Regions from separate parts of the Podarcis muralis genome. Here region 1 is linked to region 2. Evidence: chromatin contacts called from public Hi-C data. All regions are on one chromosome and are shown on one strand. The core of a region is the stretch at or near the end of the contact, and the rest is flanking DNA. Distances in the headings are between cores, read along the strand shown.

What was found. A called contact is a pair of places that touch in the nucleus more often than the background predicts.
Region 1: a contact with region 2 is called in a Hi-C map of blood, with 2.6 times the contacts expected there. The contact joins the promoter of SRPRB here to the promoter of PAK2 in region 2. A contact is called at or near these places in 2 of 3 Hi-C or Micro-C datasets (blood and tail).

What each region holds. Positions count from the first base shown.
Region 1 is chr6:36,168,455-36,172,032 of rPodMur119.hap1.1, forward strand. It overlaps SRPRB (SRP receptor subunit beta), which reads left to right and starts at 2,237. Exons shown (of 8, transcript XR_003706878.2): 1 at 2,237-2,450.
Region 2 is chr6:36,033,356-36,037,331 of rPodMur119.hap1.1, forward strand. It overlaps PAK2 (p21 (RAC1) activated kinase 2), which reads left to right and starts at 1,379. Exons shown (of 15, transcript XM_028730920.2): 1 at 1,379-1,612.

The DNA of each region.
Region 1 (3,578 bases), core at 987-3,486, 140 kb after region 2:
CAAAGTTGGAAGAAGCAAAGCAAAGAGTTCCTATTTGTCTTGTCTCTCAGAGTTACCTACCTCAACCCTGGGCCTGTTAATTCCTGCAAGAAAACAGTTCATGTACTCGAGCAGTGCTTTGGGAGATGGGCTCCACAAAGCCAAGAGGATGCTGCTTGTGTGTGGAGTTTGTGCATCCAAAATAGAGCCCATACAGTACAGCTACCCCACTTGTTTACAAATCACCTGCTACCAAGCAATACACCTATACAGGTTACCAAGCCAAGGCAGATCATCCTTACACAAGCTCCAACTGTGTCACAAGGACTAAGCAAGATCTTAGTGTTGCGGGGGGGGGGGGGGAGGCTTGTAGGAATATAGGAAGCTGCCTTATCCCAGTATGACCATTTAATCTGGCTCAGTATTGTCTGGTCTGACTGGAAGTGGCTCTCCAGGGTTTCAGCCCTCACCTCTTAGGGCTCATCCATACTTCTGCCTGTGCCATGCCTAGAAAGCTGTTCTCTACGTGACCCACACTTTCTGGGTATGGTTCCGAGCAGTTTTCTCCTTGCCCTGCTCCTTTCCGAGGGAAAACCTGCACTTTAGCAACAGACCAGAACAAATGTCAATGGGAAATTTCTGTATTGCTGTTTGCTCTAATTGAGCGCTAAAGAACAGTTTCCCCCAGGGGAAAGCAGCAGGAGAAGAGGAAGTGTGCCTGGATAATATGCCTAACGTTTCTGTTGCTCTAAGGATCCTTCTGACACTTCCAGTGGCAAGTGGTGAACATATTTTCTCAAAGTTCAAACTTACAAAAACTTATATATGCTCAACAATGTCGCAAAAAGGGACGAGTTGGCTTGGCAACTATATCAACTGAACATGCCCAAGCATTAGCAGTTGACCTGAAGGAACTGGTGATAAAATTTGCAAAGGAAAAGGCATGCAAAGTGAGATTTTGATGTGGCTGAAATTGAAACTTTAAAGAGTCTTAAATTGCAACATCACTATTCACAAGATTATTCAAACTGATCTGTGTGCTAAAACATTTGAGAAAGATATACGTATTACTTATTATTGCAATTTAAGAAAAAATTAGCAGTTTTGAGTTCTGCGCTTTTCATTTTTTTCCTACAAGATATCTGTTTTTGAAAACAGAAGTTAGCAATCACTGTTGGTGTTGGTGAGGATTTGCAAGTAGTTAGCCTTGCCCAAGGCACAAAATAGCCTGGAACCAGCACTGCTCTGAGGAAATATGTCCTGCGTTTACTGAGATATTGAAGTCCAGCAGTTTTACGCTGGAAATTTCACGTTCTTTTGGTTTTCAGTTGAATAACGTTCACTTTCGGGTCAACAGCAAGGCGCCCTCCCCAAATACTAACCCTCTCTTGCCAATTTCATTCCCTTTTTGCCATGGGTGTAGGAAGGACTTTTTGGGGTAAAGGCAGGCTTTTGGTTTGGGGGGGTCAGAACCTCATATTTGTATTGATTTACGGGGGGAGGCAACTGCAACCCCTTCACCCCCACTTGGCTACGTCCATGCTTTTTGCTGGCTTTACATCTGCCCACTAGGGATATGTGGGTCCTGTTGTCTAGCCCCCTATAGCTCATGCTTACAATAACGCCGATGGCACTTAACCAGGGCCGGATTTAGGTTTGATAAGGCCCTAAGCTACTGAAGGTAATGGGGCCCTTTCTATGTCCAGCTGTCCTTTGTCTCTGTTTTTTGTGTTGAATATATGCGATGTGGTAATTTATGGACCTAATAGGTATCTAAAGTCATTTGCACGTGTTGCCATGCAACCAGTCCAGGCAGAATGTAGGCACCCTATATACAGAAATTAGCAAACCAGTGATATTTTAGGGCGCAGACTAGCAGGTGGGGCCCATTACATCACAGGAGCCTTCACAACACAAAACATTGTTGCTGTATGTAGGTCTTATTATATTTTTTATCTTATATTTTGGAAATGTACATCTAGTCCCCCCCTTTTAATTTTTTTTGGGGCCCCTAAGAGAGTGGGGCCCTAAGCTATAGATTGTTTAGCTTATACGTATATCCGGCACTGCGGCTTAACGTGCAACGGTATCATTTTGTAGGTCTAACGACCCGCCGCCTCCAACGCTCCCCTCTTCCCTTCGCCTGTAGAACGAGCCGTGTTAGTGTGCTCGCGCGCGCGGGGGGGGGGGAACAAACTACAACTCCCATGAAGCACCTGGGCCACGGAAGCGCGCGTCCCAGCAGTCGCTGCGCGCGGTGGCCGGAAGGAGACGAGTCCCGGGAACGACACGTCGCGCGTAGCTCCGTGGGAGGCGAAAGCAGTTCGAGATGGACGCGGTGGAGGTGACAGCCGCGCGCGAAGGGTCGCCTTCTCCTCAGGATGCTCCGCTGCCGCCCCAGGACTTGGCGAGGGCCCAACTGCTCGTCTCGGTGGCCGTGGCCCTGCTCGTGCTCCTCGCCTCGTGTCTCCGTGAGTGCCGGCCTCCTTTCGGTGGTAGGGAAGGCGAGCGCCACTGCCTGCGGGGGGAAGAGCTGCCTGGTTGCGGAGCTCACACCACCGCCCCGCCAGCCTCCCAGTCAGGCTCTGTGCCTTTAAGAGGCACGTGGCAGGCAGAAGTTAGTCAGGTGTAGCTTTCCGCATCGCTGCAGCTTCACGCTGGGAAAAGGCGCCTGCTGAGGAGCTGCCTCTCCTGCAGTTCTTATTAAAGACACCGAGCTTCTTAGGGATCCGAGATGGTCTTCTTTCGTAGGAATTGCGCCAGCTCCGTAAGAAGACTCTTAACACAGAATGCAGTGGTTCTTATTTCCAAAGAACTGCAGTTCATTTGCATGTTATAGAACCGAAATTTAAAAGTCTGGACTGGAGATGTAACATTTAGTGTCACAGTTATTATTAGCTGGTATTTCTGCCGTGTTTTAGTGTGTTCTAAAGGCTCTACGGGCATTGCGTTCCTGTAGGCCTTACTTACAACAATCCCGTCAAGGGGGTTATTATTATTATTATTATCTTCATGTTGCTAAAGTGGGGCTGAAGATGTGTGAGACAGGTGGGCTGTGACTTGCATGAGTCCCCAGGGAGGGTTCATAGCAGAGGCAAGTTTCAAACGGGGTTGTTAGCATGCCCTTTCTTGCCATGCCAGATAGAGGAGGAGGAGTTGGGCAGGGGTGTGTGTGTGGCTTTTATAAAATTTTGTATTTTTTCTCAGGGCTTATACTGGTTGGAAGTTTAATACCAATGTTTACAATAAGTAAGTTAGTTAAGCAGGACAATTCAAACCCCAGCTGGGCACCAGCCTGGAGCAGGGACAGCAATCAGGCCTGATGTCAATGAGTGACAGCTGTGGGGCCAGTAGGGGGTCTAGTAGATCTCAAGCTGCCTTATGGTAGGATGACTGAATTCTGTGGCAGCAGAGTGGCCCTGGTATCACCTCCACCAGTAAGGCTGGGTAGAGAAATGGGTAGAGGCCAGTAAGGCTGGGTAGAGAAATACCTCTGCAAAATCCAAGGCACCTCAAGCCTGGTGCAATGGGGGTTGGGGGGTTGGATTGTAGTTGTAATCCCTCTCCCCTTCAGCTCCCCTTCAGCTGGTCCCAACCAG
Region 2 (3,976 bases), core at 129-2,628:
AGAGGGCTAGGAGGATGGAAGAAGGCAAGAACTACCGGTAGGTTTGTGGATATCTGCAGATCCCGTATCATTTTTGCAGAGGCAGCAGCTCAAGACCTTTTTGTGTGTGTGCAAGCCTTGGGTGCCTAGTAAGAATGAAAGTACTGTACTGGTATAACTAATTTCCGATGGTTTTTATGTTTTTAAGTACATTACTGCTTTTTAGATAATGATTTCAACTTTGTTCTTAATGTTATGTCTGTTATCCATCCTGGGCTCTGTGAGGAAGGGCCAGATGCAAGAACAGTTAATAATAATACAGACAATTCACTGAGAGCAAGGAGGGATGGTGTCATCTGTGTCAACACAAGAGGGAGTCTACTGAGTGTTTGTATGTGTTGAGTTTAATAAAGTTGTCCCTGCATCAAAAGCTGCCCTGGAGTTGTGCCAAGGGAGAGAGCCTGAAAGAAAAACAGAGCTGCTCAGCAAGCGCTGTTCCTTACAAGTCTGATGTTGAGGTGCTTCCCCAGCCTGCTTCCCTAGTAACATTTTTAGGGAAGTTTACAAAACAAGCTCAAGTTGCAACTTAGGTAATAAACACGAATGCTAGTTAATTTAATCAGCTTCTTCTTCTTCTTCTTTGGCGATCACTCGTAGCTGAGTAAGACTGTCTTCTATAAACACGGTTTTAACAATGAGTCCATAAGTGACTGTGGAGGCCAATTCTGGATCCGCACATCCTTCCGGAGTGGGGACATTGGTTTCCGGGTGGAGTTGATCCCGGTGTGGATTTGCCAAGCGTGCCTTCTTTTTAGCACGTTTCTCCTTTCTGTCTTGAGTTCAAGTGTCTTCAAAGCCCATGACACCTTTGGTAAAGGCTGTTCTCCAACTCGTCCCATATACTGTACTCCCCTTTCCCCAAGAACCAAACAACCAAATGGAAGCACTACACTGACCAGTTCCTACTAAAAATTACACCGAATATACTGCAATTCTTACTGAACAATATCCAGCAATGTCCTAAATTTAAAATGGGCAAGAGCAAGTATAACTAAATAAAAATTAAAAATGGTATTTTTTTAAAAAAAATACTGTATTTTTTAAAAAAGAAAACACATTTTAAAAGCTTCCCCCTCTGAGGGAAGAGACACCCGCTACTCTGCTCTTCCCAAAGCGCAAGCTGTCTCCAGGACCCCCAAGTCACCGGACAAGAGCATCTCCCCTCCCAGCTTTCTCTTCCTCTGCGCAAAGACTCGCTTCTAGACAGGCGGCCCGGGGGCGAAGCCGAGCGAGCGCCGCTGCGTCCCGGTGCATGCTGGGAGTTGTGGTCTCAGCGCCGTTCTTTCCACGCCCGCTCGGCGGCCCCTGCCCACCTTTCGCGCCGCCGCCTGCGCCAGGAGCCGCCTGGCCAGCTCCGCCCCTTCCTCTCCCGGGCTGTGGCCACGCGCGGCGGTTCCGCTTGCTTCTCCTCTGGCCGCCCGGTGGGCCCTCCCCGCCATTGTCGGAGGCCGCGCCCTGCCCTGCAGATCTCGAGCCAGCGAGCCAACGGGGCGGCGGCGAAGGCGACGAGCTCGGCTGGTGCCTGAGGCGTGCGAAGCGGCCTGGAGGAGGCTGCGGGAGTTCTTGGCCGGAGGTGGGCAGGAGCGGAGACCCAGGCGCGGAGCGGGGGGGGGGGGGAGGCGAGTGTGTGTTGTGTGTGTGACGGAGCGAGCGAGTGTGCTTGGCGCTTCGCATGAGGAAGAGCGAGCGAGCGAGCTCCGCAGGCCCAGAGGCTGCGCTTCCCGGAGGCTCCCACCACAACAGCTCTGAGGAGGAAGTGACCGAGGGGCGGTGGAGAAGCGGGGAGGAAAGGAAGAAAGGCAAAGGGGTTTGTTTTTTTTTGCGGCGCGGCGAGCAGGTGGGTGCGGAGGCCGCGGAGGAGCTCCCCATTACCTGGCGGACAAAGGGCGCTCGCCCCAAGAGGGAACATCTTCGGTAACGTTGAAAAGGCGCAGACCGGTTCGGGGCGACGCCTTCCTAGAGCTTTCGCGGTTTCAAACGGGCTCGGGAGGAGGATGTTTCTTAATCAGTAAGGGAGCTCCACCACTTCTCTCTCCACCCACCCAGAAGCAGGCAGGCAAATTCCTCATGGCCTTTGGTGCTTCCTTCACAGGGGATCTTGAGTTCTTGGCCAGGCCGCTTGGGTGTCCCTGCTTGTGCAGTTGAGAGCAGCTCTTCCGTCTCCCACCGCACCCACCTCAAGCGCAGGTGAGGCACAGGGCTGCGGCTGCTGCCTCCAACTACTCACCTGCCCGCTCCTTCCAGCAGGTGTTGGGGTAAAGGTCGCGCAAGAGGGGGCGGGGGCGGTTCCTGCTTCTGCCTTCCCAACCCCTCTCTCCTCAAACCCAGTACGGAGAACCGGAACCAGTTTTACTCCCCAGGGAGAGCCTATGAAGAATCAGAGAGCTCAGTAATACAGTGGTACCTCAGGTTACATACGCTTCAGGTTACAGACTCTGCTAACCCAGAAATAGTGCTTCAGGTTAAGATCTTTGCTTCAGGATGAGAACAGAAATTGTGCTCTGGCAGCGCGGCAGCAGCAGGAGGCCCCATTAGCTAAAGTGGTGCTTCAGGTTAAGAACAGTTTCAGGTTAAGAACGGACCTCCGGAACGAATTAAGTACTTAACCCGAGGTACCACTGTACCTCCTGTCTCCTTGCTGATCTCTCTTAACTGTCTGGTTGAGAAAGCCTGGGCTGCTGCCCTTGTCTGTTCGCTTTCCTGTCTGCTCTCTCCCCCTCTTGTTGCTCTCAGCAACACAGGCGTGCAAGTGGGCAATTCGCTGTTTGCACATTTGTCCAACCTCTGTCTCGGATTCTCTGTGATCTTTCTTTGGGTTGTGTAGTAGTAAGGATTGGCCCAGCAAGCTCAATCATTCCTACTACCCCATCCAGAGTGTGATATAGGACAAGCGAGCAGAACATGTGGTTGCAGCCTCACGGGGCCCAATCCTCCTTGTCGCTCTGCTGAAAGAAATATGGCTAACAGGGAAGTAGAGGCTTCTAGAGAAGAACATCACCTCCCCAAACTTCCATGCTGTGCTAGGAGGGAAAAGAAGATCTTCCACCTCTTGCTTAGTTCCCCTTGTTCTGTGGGTATTCTAGCATGGTAGGGAGTATTAAGTGATGGGTTGTATTCTTTGTCATTGTACTGTTCAGAGGAAGAGTGCAGGTAAATGAGCAAGAAGGTGAGGTGGCTGTGCTTTATATGAACAGCTGACTGCCAGTTTCTGTTCCTGCACTGTTCCTCTTGGAGTCACAGAGAGAAGTATCATGAAGAAGAAAGAGGATGCCTTAGCAGGTTGATATGTCAGGTGACCCCTCCATATTTCTCAGTATCATTCTCTCCACACCACACTGCCCATAGAGAGTGTGTTTGCATTCTGTTACCTCTGCCTGCTTTGTTGCCCTCTTGGTGGCATGATGAGTATTGGACTGAATGCGGGGACAACACAAAGCAATGTTGCTGAGGTTATTCCCTATTCAAATATCTGCATTATCCCTATTTCTTAAAATAAGATCACTGCTCATAATTTTGCATTGCATTTGCTGAAATTTGTTGTTGCTTACAAAGCCTATCACTAGAGAATGGGAGTGTCATATCAGCTCTTGCTCTCAGATTATCAAATGGAAAGGGTATTCTTCTCTGGATTTTGAACACCCTAGCAGTGTGTGTTGGGCAGAACTGGCTCAACGATTAGGCAGACTGATGTGGCTGCCTCAGGCAACAGAAGCACCCTAGCCGGCATCCCCATGAGTATCCTGCTGCTGGTGCAGAAGCAGCACTGGTATCTGCAGATTTTGGTAAGAACTTGCTCAGAATTAGTGCCAGTGCTGGCACCACTTCTCTGCCAGCCGTAGAGGTGGCAGGGTGGGTGGAGAAACGACAGCAGCAGCAGGTATAGCTTGAACAGGGCAAGGCGGCACTTCCTTTGTTACATATCTTTAGATGCCAGGCA